Regions from separate parts of the Arachis hypogaea genome. Here region 1 is linked to region 2. A link is a contact called in public Hi-C data. All regions are on one chromosome and are shown on one strand. Each heading gives the region's core, a stretch centred on a gene start, on an enhancer-like site or on the middle of the called end of the contact. The rest is flanking DNA. Distances are from core to core; before and after follow the strand shown.

The links. Hi-C and Micro-C count contacts between places; a contact is called where the count stands out from the background.
Region 1: a contact with region 2 is called in a Hi-C map of an unstated tissue, with 4 times the contacts expected there. The contact joins the enhancer-like site here to the promoter of LOC112710291 in region 2. A contact is called at or near these places in 2 of 8 Hi-C or Micro-C datasets (leaf and an unstated tissue).

What each region holds. Positions count from the first base shown.
Region 1 is chr9:9,698,755-9,704,622 of arahy.Tifrunner.gnm2.J5K5, forward strand. No RefSeq gene overlaps it. Among protein-coding and RNA genes, the nearest start is that of LOC112708836, 16 kb to the left of the region's middle. Within about 2 kb of position 1,972, at least 2 of the 3 cell types and tissues checked have open chromatin away from gene starts, as enhancers often do.
Region 2 is chr9:9,616,754-9,622,945 of arahy.Tifrunner.gnm2.J5K5, forward strand. LOC112710291 reads right to left here and starts at 3,896. Exons shown (of 1, transcript XM_072202460.1): 1 at 781-3,896. The coding sequence starts at 3,590. The coding sequence ends at 2,472.

The sequences.
Region 1 (5,868 bases), core at 722-3,221, 80 kb after region 2:
TATTTCTTTTACTTATAAATAATTAGCTAGTTAATATAATAGCTTACGTATCTAACATGTTTTGAAATAATAGAACATAACGAGTTGCTTAATTATTATATTTATTTAATTTAAATAAATAAAATCTTAAGATTAATTTGTCTATCTATTATTTTAAATATTTAATTAGTTGATAATTTATGATATTTAGATTTGTGTAATTTATAATTGAATTGAACTAGTTATAAAATATGGTAAAATAATGTAATATTAGTTTATCTGATTTTATTTAATTATTTGTCGTGCTTATATTATTGAATTAAATAATTAGTTGATATAATAAATTATATATATTTTGAAATAATAGATCAATAATGAAGGTATTAATTTTTATATTTATTTAATTTAAATAAAAAATTCTCAAGTTAGTTTACCTATGTATTATTTTATGTATTTAATTAGTTGATAATTCATGATATCTTAACTTGTATAATTTATAGCCGAAATTAAATAGTTAAAAAATATGCAGAATTAATAACATTTCGATCGTGTGCGCTGTTCTCGCGGCCCAGACGAGCAGCGACTCCCTAGCAGTCGGCATGTGTCTCCCGCCTAACGTCGATGATGCAAGATAAAGAGGTCACTTCACTTCTCGGGAGTTCGTAAATGGAGTGTAATAATCGTGTGAGTATGGTAGATATAACGTACGCGTGTTTGAAGACAATATCAAATTAAACACTCAATTGCTTACTTTTTATTCTCGCTCATGTCTCCTCATCTGTTCAAGTTTTTTTTTCTATTTTTTGTTTTTCCAGTTTTATGGTTACATCAAATCATAAGATTTATGTGTCAAATTATACATTTTTTTTAATAAAAGTTAAATTGTTGGATGATCATAGTTATTTCTTCTGTTTATTCATCATCTTCTTCTATTTTAATGGTCAATTTAGGATGATCATTTTAGTAGGTATGCAGATGATTATTTTAATTTTTTATGTAGATGATTATTTTGATTGGATTGGGTCTAGTTATATATAATTAAAATATATTAGATGTTCAATTCATTAGGTATGCAGATGATTAGTTTTATCTTTAAGTGGATGGTTATTTTTATTAAGGGTGAGTGGCGTGTGGCAAGTCAAGAAGCGACGGTGATATGGGATGATTATTGATGAAGGTGGGGTGGCCGCCAGTTAAAAGAAAAAGAAAATATTGGAGTGAATTATTTTAGTAAATTAGGATTTTAGATGATTTTTTTGAAATAACTAACTGAATTTTTAAAAAATTTAAAATTTAAAATTTGAGATTAAAGAATTTAAAATTTAAAATTTAATGTGAAATAATTGAATGAAAGTTTTTAAATTTATTATTTATTTTTATTGGACTAAATAACTAATTCATTATTCACATTATCAAGATGGAAAAGTATAGAGAGCCAATACTCTAAGCATACAATGTGTATAATGTGTACAATGTGTACAAGATTACTCATTGATTCCTTAACGAAATTCATTGTATTATGAGTGCATTAGTTACATTTGAGACTACTCATATATGTAGTCATGTTTGACTATCAAAAAGAGGCAAAAAAAAAAAAAAAAGTTACGAATTAAATTATTCTGTAATAACATATTCAAAAACTATCATAACTCAATTGACTTCACTTACTAATTATTTAATCTTAGTATTCTAAACATTGTTATTTATTTCGAGTACAGAGTTTTCGGTTTGTGGGTTTAATACTTTAATGTAATTTCTCCTTCTATACCGGAATATGACTGATAGTGTATTTTCGTAATTTTCTTTTATTAAATGTATTTTTTAATTATTATATTTATTTAATTTAAATAAAAAAATCCGTTCAATGCTTTTTTTTGTCAGAATCCGTTCAATGCTTGGGTTATTAATGTTTTATGCATGGATCATTACTGGGCCTCTATATGTTTGGGCCGAACGAGCCTCTAAGGTTCGAGTCCATTATCATGAAGATTCTTTGAAGCCCGTCCGAAAAAAAAAAGAGGCTTTGAAGAAACCCGTCAGGAGTTGTGGTACAATCATACTTTCATAGTTAATAGTTTCATCTACAATATTACGAATTACAATAGTCCTGTCCAAAAATAAAAATAAAAGTAAAATAAAATGAAATAAAATATTACAATAGTAATAACATTTGTTAAAAATTAGATTCGCCCAACATAAAAATAAAATTGATCAATTTTTTAATTTAAAGTACTATTCACCAATAAATTTAAAACAAAATCAAAGTCATTCAAACTAAAAAAGCACAGTCTAGTGAGTATATATATAGTGACACATCACTTGCTCTCTTAACAAAAAAACGAAAATTTTAATCTTATTTAAAACATAAAAAAAAGTGAATGGATATCAGTGACCTACAATAATGATGAAACAGCCCTTTTTTATTTTATCCGATAGCAAACACATAATACTCGTTCGCTTAAGTAAGTATTGAAGGGTTCAAATTTTATACATGCAACAATTTATTACGGCAATAAAAAAAAAAGAAAAACAGAATGGCAAGGGCTAGTTTTAGGACGGTACCATGAATTGAGATATAAATATAATACAAGCAATTATTCAATATATAGATTATTTGGCGTATTATTGACACCTACATAACAAATAAGTTAAAAGAAAATGAAAGATTCTTTTAATTGTTAATTCTGATTAAATATTAAAATTTTATCTTGGTTCAACATAACAGATAGGACATACATCATTAGCGTTAATTAATTCCAATAATGTTTAAACTATTAAGGTATGATGACATATGTGTCGAATACTTTTGTCTCCAAATTACTTTGTGTGTGAGAGCTGGATTTTGATTGGAGCCACATTGTGTAGTCGAAAAGTACAATAGTTTATGATTGGACGTACACAAATAATTTAATTTAAAAGCTTTTGATAAAGGAAAAAGACGAATGCATAAATAATATTCATAGACAATTTGAGTTGTATTACACAATGAACGAAAGATAATGAACCGTCTTCCATCAGCAATTTATATTTTTTATTATGATGAGAAAGAAAATAAGCGTTTAGTGTCTTATAATAAAATTGAATTAAAGGTTAAAGTTTACTTCAGCAGAATATAAAGTGAAGATACTTAAGTTACTAACAACCCCACAACTAGCATGAAATACTGAACTAATTTACGTAATATGATAAAGACATGTTATACGCGGGATAAAATAAGTTTAAGTAAATAAATTACTAGTATCATTTTTTTCAGTTAATTTTAAATAAAATTGATAATTGAGAACTGTTAGATGATAATTTAGTCAAATTTATCAAATTATTTGACGAGATTTTCAATTATCAACTTTACATAAAATTAACTACAAGTCTACAATTGAGTTTTCACTACCTTTTTTTCTTTTGTTTTATGTAGGCGCTCATAATTTAATTTCATGCAATTTATTCATTATATTATTTTCTAAACTGACCATTATTTTATTTATAATTTTACATTTATATAACGAACTGAAATTGGTGAATAATGCTTCAGAATCAATACAATAATAGTGAATTTCAATCAATACTATAACAAATTGTCAAATAAATCTAATATAAAATTCACTAAAAATGAGCTTTTATTAAGTTTGAATTTTAAATTTTTTATTTGATTTAAAATATTTTTATTTAAAAAATTTCAGATATTTTTTTGTACTTCTACATTATACATTCAAATTTTTTTTAGTAGTTTATATTTAAATTACTAATGGTTTTTAATTAAAATTAATTACTAGCTACTTTTTAAAAAGTGATAACTTTTTGAAGAAGAAGAGCAAGAATTGAAAACAAATGAAATAAAGAAATGAGGGAAAACGGAGAGATAAGGAAGAGAGTTAAAAAAATAATAATAAAGAGAGAATAATGTCAACTAAATGAATGTGTATCTAATATCAAATACAAATTAATAGTTTTATTTATTTTTTCCGCGTATAAAGTATAAACTAATGGAAAATACAGAAGCTTTATTTACCAAAAGTGAATTTAATGATTGTCTAAATCGGCATATAGGAAATAGGAATGTTAGGTGTTGAAACCTTTTGGTATTTATGTTAGATATCAATTTTTTTTAGCTCTTTTTAAGAGTTTTGTATAAGAAGACGGAATTTAATTTTTTGACACATATTTAAATAAATTAGTGAACTGACCACTCAATCAATTCAAATCGGTTAACAAAACAATACAAAAATTCTACTAGAACAAGAGAGTTTTTAACAAAATAGCTTAGGTTTATTTTTGTTATTCCACAAATTCAATGGTCATGAATTGAAGTTCAAACAAGAATTATAGACTTGTTTCAATAGGAACAATGCAAGTTGATTCGTTTGAGTGATTCGAATAAGTTGACTCATTTTAATATTTTACCCACTTTGTGTGTTTCTACAGTATTCGAGGAATTAGTCATTAGGCTTCCGGCCTAATGGATACCCTGGTGCAAACAAAAAAAAATTATAGATATTTTTCTTCTTAAAAAACGGACACCAATTTGCTTCTTTTGGATTTGAAAAGAGTTATGCATTGATCTTTGAAGCATATTTTGGTTGAAATAGAAGTTAACTTTTGACTTTAAAATTTCCATTAAATATAATTTTTGAAATGATACTAATATTAATAAAAAAATCGTATCATTTTTAAAAAAAACCAATAAAATATTATCATTTGTAACTATTAAATTTATTAAATAAATATAATAATTTTATTATTGTAATTTCATTAAATTGAGATAAAACCAAAAGCATTAAAATGGCAAATTTCATATTAAATCTTAAATCAATTTTTATGATATATAATATCATAGACACTTATATAATCTTTTGTGAGACTCAAAATAAAATCAAACTACCAAACATGAGAGATGTTCTGTAATCATAAACAAATTAAAGAAAGTCCATTTAAAATCCTTTGAAATTGTTGCATGCAATGTTAATTTGACTCTTAACATAAAAAACATGCTAAACTCGTGAAAAAGAGCTGCTACAGTGCTACTACTGAAAAATGTGGTACTTTCTAATTTTCTCTATATATTGGATACTTAATTAGAAACCCTAATGAACTAACCAAGTCCCACTGCAAAAATCCCTAAAGCAAACGTGTGTTTTGAGGTATTGAGATTAAGATTGAGAGATTGAGACTCAGTATTATATTTGTTGGTTTAGAGACTGATACTAAAATTTCTGTTTCTATCTTCAAAATTTTAATATTTCAATATATACTTCCAAAAAGTAGGGACACAAGGACTAAAATTTTGAGATGGAGACTAAAACTTTAATAACATTTTATACTTAAAATACTCTCATTTCAATTAATTAATTCTAATTTTACTCTTTGTGCAAATTAAATTAGAGTTTGATTCTTGTTTCAATTTCTGTCTCCCATTTTGCACCAAATAAAATATTGAGATTTATTTAATCTCTATCTCTTAGTTTTTGTCTCTCAATTTCAATCTTTCTGTCTCTGTCTCTCCACCAAACACTACCTAAGTATTCAAATATTTTAGAAGAAAACAAGAAATAATTGTTTGTAATCTAGGAATGTTTTTTTATACATCAAAATCTAAATTACCAACTAGAAGTGAGTTTTTCTATGTATCATTAGATAACACCTTAGAATATATATATATATATATATATATATATATATATATATATATATATATATATATATATATATATATATATATCAGATTATATTTTAAATTATGTGATTTTCATCACAAAAGATTAATAACACCTTTGAATTTGTAACTCGATCTATTAATGATCATTGCTTAGCCTAAGAAGCGTTTAGGAAATAGAATTCAAAATAATTAAATCTTAATGATATGAATAAGTGCTTAGTTTGAAAATATTTGAAGGA
Region 2 (6,192 bases), core at 2,646-5,145:
CTATAAAAGGTAATTTAAACAAAAATTAGACACCAAACAAAAGACATCATAGAATTGGCCTTTACTTAAATCGTTTTAGGCAGAAAAAGAAGGCAAAATTTAATGAAATATGAACATATCCTAATATTATTTGTCGGTTTCTCACTCAAGTTTGCCGTTGTTTTGGCCATCCTAGTCGTCATGTTCTCACCTTCTTTCAGGTGCCGTCATCTCGCCTTCCAGCCATCCTCTTCTTTATTGTTGCTTCATTGCCTCACTGGTCTCATCCATCTTTGGTCATGTTCTCTCTCTTTTCTTGGATGAACATTTCTGGTCCATTTATTGTCCTTTTACTGTTATTGATTTTTTTAGTTATTGTTATATCGATTTAAATGCTTAATTGTTAGTTAGTTATTGTTGTTACCTGTTGTTAGATCTAGCTTCTTCTTGTTACCATTGTAATTCTGTAAATTTACTAAATTGTAATGGTTAGTGTTATAATTGTTAATTGAATTAATTGTTTTACTATTGTGTTACTTGTTCAATCATTCAATGATAATTTTCAAATCAATTTGGATTATTCAAATCGTCGGCTCACTCGTTTGCTTAAATAAGTGTGTTAGAAATTCGAATTCCACCTTATATATGCAGCAATCTATTGGTCAATAGTATATTCTTTTTTTTTTTTTGGTCTTGGCAATAGTATATTCTTAAATGACACTTAGATACACAACAGATAGTCCTTAGCCTGCCAAGCCAAAAAACAGTAAGAAAAAAAAAAAAATTCAGACTACCAACAAATGCTCAAAGTTTGACACATCATTTCAAGCCGAAAGGAATTTCTGTTTTACATGGTAGTCCTAGTAAAAGAAAATGGTTGAAACTAGAAATCCTATCTTCACTTCAGTATTTCATACTCACTTTATTAAGTCTTTCTATGGTCTCCATATTCTTGTCAAATGATTCAACACTTGTCAGATAAATCGGTGTGTTGGTTATACTTATAGTCATGCCATGCCATGTCCGAAAGCCACAGGAACCTCCACTCTGTCATGAGCTCCTTGATGTGAGGGTATATCTTGCCATTCTTAATTGTTGGAGGACATTATTGTGCACTTGGTGTCGTTAATGAACGACAACACTTGAACGAGACTTTTAAGATTACAAGGTACTTATCCATTATAGTTAGTAGTTACTCTCTCATTTGACATTTTTATACAAAACGTGAATTAATAGACATGTTACACCATCATATATATTGCAAATTTAAAAGCTTCTCAAACCTTAGTGCACAATGAGTGGGTAAGATAGGGTTTAGATCCAACCCTAATCCTACCTGTGGGTTGACAATATTCCAACTCTAACTCTACCCGTTCTTGACCCGCGATACTCGACCCTACTCACGAGTTACCAAAAAGATGCAACATTATTATATAACTAGATGATAATTTACAATAGAACTGACTTATATATATAATGTATTAAATTATCAATTAATGATCTTTTCTTAGTGGCTAAAGATCTTTTGCATTTAGTGAAAGGTTTTTGGTTTAACATCCACTTGAAGCATATTTTTATATAAGTATATAACAAATACATATATAGGGTGCAGGTTGGTCGGATAGGATTGAGACTCAACCCGCACCCTACCTCACCCGCACGAGAACCCAACCCTACCCACACCCTACCCTACCCGACCGGATTGGATAGGATTGGATATCCACGGGTAGGGTGTATGTTGCCACCCTTAGCCTCAATATGCAATTTAAATTTTGGCATAAAATTTGTTCGGTGCAAGAACGGAGTTTGGAAAACGTCTCGAATACCAAAAGTCCAACAAATGTCAAACAACATTCATCTTCTTTGATGCAGTAGTAGGTATGGACATGAGAAAACAACAGAGATGCAGATAAAAGATTCTTGTCTAGAACAACAGCAAGCAGAGAAAAACTGTTTTCACCACAAATATTTATCATCAAGGTCTTTCTAATTGCCCTATTTTGTGGTTGAAATTGTAGTTAACATATTAAAGAGGAAGCTTTCAGCTGAAAAAATCTAGTTTTGTATGAAAACTAAACAACAGGTTTATAGTTTATACTAACCATGTGCAGATTGTTAGGACAAGGCTGAGGTGTGACAGCCTCCATCTGCTGAAAGGGCACTTTCGCAAGCATAGATAAGCCAACAAGCCAATTGATCTTATGCCGAGGAGCAACAAGACTCGCACACTTCGATCACGGACTCATTTTGGATAATGCCTTTAGTAACTCTAACACACCTCTTTGAAATACATCTATTCAAATACTGTTCAAAGCTTTGCAGCTTGAGTTTATCACAGAACTGTACTAAATATGAAATATAGTCAGTAGAATCTAAGACACAGGCAGAAATATGAATCTACACCAAATAACGGACAAAATCTCAACCAACTCGATGAACCAGAAAAAGGATATATATCAGCTCAGAAACTTTTGAAACCAAATTAAATCAATTCAGAAAGGAAATCCTTTTCGAACGCTCTTCTTTGATGACTCAGCTAATCTCTTAACATTTTTTGTTCTTCTATAGAATTCCATTAACTCATTGGCAACTTCCTCCTGATGGCATTTGATAAACAAATTCACAAACTTCTCTTCTGTCATCCTGAGTGCCCTAAGAATCGGAGGTCTCCTGATTTTCTGCTCACCATCAATCTCATGTACCTTCATTGCTAGAAGCACTCTTGGCTTCAAAACCGTATCAATATTAATACACAATAGCAATGGGCATCTTAAGATTGCCTTGACATCGAGCTTCATTGTGGCCAGAATGAAAGTCATGTTCCTCTGAACCTTGTCAGTTGACAATGTCAAAATATGAGGGGACTTCCCAAGAAGCCAAAAGACCTCATCCTCAGACAAACCGAATTTCTCCAAATTCGCAACCTTATCACGAATTGTTTCCACACGTGACACACCTATTAGTGTTACCACATACTTATACATCTTTGAATCCTTGGAAAGCCCTATCCTGCGTATGTATTCCATCTTATCATCGTTGAACGATGTCCTTGAAATGATCGTGGGACGCAATAGGATCATCTGAATCAAGTCCCTTTTCTTAATACCTAACTCCTCATACAGTGCAAAGGTAGCTTCAATGTCAACTCTACCATCATAGACCAAAAGTGAAGGGTTTCTCACAATGGCTTTGGTAAGCAAATCCTTCGTCTCGAACAATGACAAGAAATAGGCAAGCCTCTCGTTGAAAGATTGGTTAATCCGAGACTGGAAAAACCGGGGCCTGCAATTGACTATCTTAACAAGATCAGATGCCCCTATTCCAAAAGCACTCAGAAGATCAAGTTTTGATTGGATTTTGGTAGCATCAGCATTGCGCAAAGCTGGGCAACGGGTGAATATTCTCATCAATTCACCATCACTACAACCCCATTTACTTAAAACCTCAGTAGCATTATTTGGTTTCTCTACAGGATCCTCCTTTTCAGCTTTAGGTTGGGCTAGGCAAATGGTCGAATATGTGGCATGCGTAAAAACTTGCAATGCTTTTATAAATGGGGGATTTGAAAATGACTCAAACAGATAAGACCCAGATGAAAGCAACCGAAGCATTTGAGATTCTTGAAATCCGGAGAGTATTTTCGAGATTCAGCAGTGCAGAAAACAATTAAATAGCAAGTCTCTTTAATTGAACAAACTACACAAAGTATTTGAGAGAGAGAGAGAGAGAGAGAGAAGAGAGAGAGAGAGAGACCTGCAAATGCAAAGTGAAAAGGTTGTAGCTGCTACAAGGCGATTTCGGAGCGACCTACAGAGACTACAGACTAATGAGACTAGAGAGATACCAGAGGTTTGACCATGGTCAACGATTAGAAGAGTTTTAGGGTTTATTTCTTGCATGATTCTCGAATCTTCGGTTTTGTGGTCTAATTTAATATATGGTTACAAGCTTTATTGGGCTAGTTCTACAATGCTCCGAGTCAAGATAGTGAATTTCACGGACCCTGTCCCAAACAATGTTACCAATTTTTTAAAAGTTTTGAAACATCTAAAATTTATTATTTTGGCAGCCCAAATAATATATTTATTTGTTTTTCTTTTTTCATAGCCCAAATAACTAAACATTGGTTTTTTAAGATTGTTCGGTACAAAACCATACATCCAAAACGAAATACAGAATAACAACAATCACAACCGTCAGTAATTCTTTTTTACTCCAAATGATACCATTGTACCCATTGCTAACTCATATTCTCCAGGCCACATCCACACAAGTCACCCGCTGTGTTGAAATTGATAAGCACATTATCCCTTTTATATCACCAAAGCTAGTTTGTTATTCTTGATAATGTCCACCTATCCAGTACTTTAATTTAGCGTACTATGGCCATCCTTCAAGCCAGTCACTTGATCTAATTTTCTTCATTTTCTATTACCATCTCTTCCTATTGTTTTTTATGCTTAAATCTTTGCTCTCCTTCATGTGCTAATTCCACATTTTTGAGAATTTGACATTCATTGTCTGTTCTATTTTTTAGAAATTTCTGGTCTCATCCTACTTATTCTTTTCCCATTAGCCAGCATACTATATCTTTTTTTTCATGCTATCTCCCAAACTGGTAAGTCAAGAATTAATCCGCTGCGGTACTGAGCTCCATTTAAGGGTTTGTCACTGACCAATGAGTTGTTGCATGCATAAGGCGGGATTCGAATCCCCGACACTTGTTTAAACAAACTAGTGAACTAACTACTAGACCAACCTAACTTAGTTACCTACTGCATCTCTATTCTTGATCACTATGATTATATATTCTCTTTCTTACGTCCGTTTCTTCCAACAAATATTGTAATTCCACTTGAATTCCTTTTAATGTAGTGTTACCTAATGAAGTTTCATTTGCTATTTCTCCCATTAAACAATACACTCTGTCCTCTTTATCAATCAAGTATCCTCCTGTTATATAAAAATTTAAATCCGATCTATATACAACACAACACCACCTGTCTATTTTTTTTATAACTATGCTGTACTTTATTCAGTTCTTTGTTATTTGCACTTCTTTCTCTTTTTCTCAACTGATTTACTAAGGTCTGTAATTATTTTCTATCCACTATCAACACTTACCATTTTTTCTCAAACACTTTCATATTTCTACAGCTCCAAATTACCCATATATCAGCAAAAAATAAATTACACAAAATCATGTTTTTTTCATTTTATGCACTTCTTGCTCCATCCACCCTAGTAAGCAAGCTCTAACATTTCCAAGTTCCACCAGTTCCACGACAAATACCATAATTTTGAAGAGAATATACAAGATAAAAATAAATGATATACCGTTTCTTCTTCAACTCCACATAAGGCACACTTTTGTTCCCCTTGGCTAGTGACATTTCTTCTTATCAATTTGTCCTTAGTGTTCAGAGCATCATTTATACACATGCTTAGACTCTGAAATTTCATATATTTTCGCCACTGCCACCTCCACCTCCATAATAATTTGGTAGTGTATCTCCTATCTGAATTGAATGTCCATGTCATGCTATCTTTAAAACTTGCACATAAAGAAACAGACCCCAAAAATTTATGATAAAAGGTGAATATATGAATTATGAAATGTCTTAGAATTTTTTTTCTTTGAATCATTTTTTTTCTAATCATTTTTCTAATAATATCTAATATTTAGACTTAAACTTATTTTTATTAAGAGGTTTGCTACACATACAAGTCTTTTTGACTTACAAGTCTTACAAGTTGGTACAAGCTTAACAAAACACATATGCATTACTGCTACATTCAAGAGTAAATATACGCACATTATTCAACCACTTCCTGTTTCCAAAGCGCGCTATTCACCATGCATTATGAATGACTCATCTTCTTCTTCCTCCATCAAAACGAGTTTCTTGCCAAATTTGTTCGATCTCCTTCGTGCGTTCTCTCTTCGCCATTTCATTCGTTGTTTTACCTGCGTTTATCACTGATATTCTTACTTCGTTTTTTTTCGATTTTCATGGTTTCTGAAATCAGCTTTGAAATCGTTTTGAAGATAATGGAACTTCAGAAATACACCCAAAGGATTACAGAAATACACCCAAACGGTTACAGGAATTCTCCCAAACGATTATAGAAATACACCCAAAGAATTATAGAAATACACCCAAAGGATTACAAAAATACACCCAAAGGATTACAAAAATACATCCAAAATTC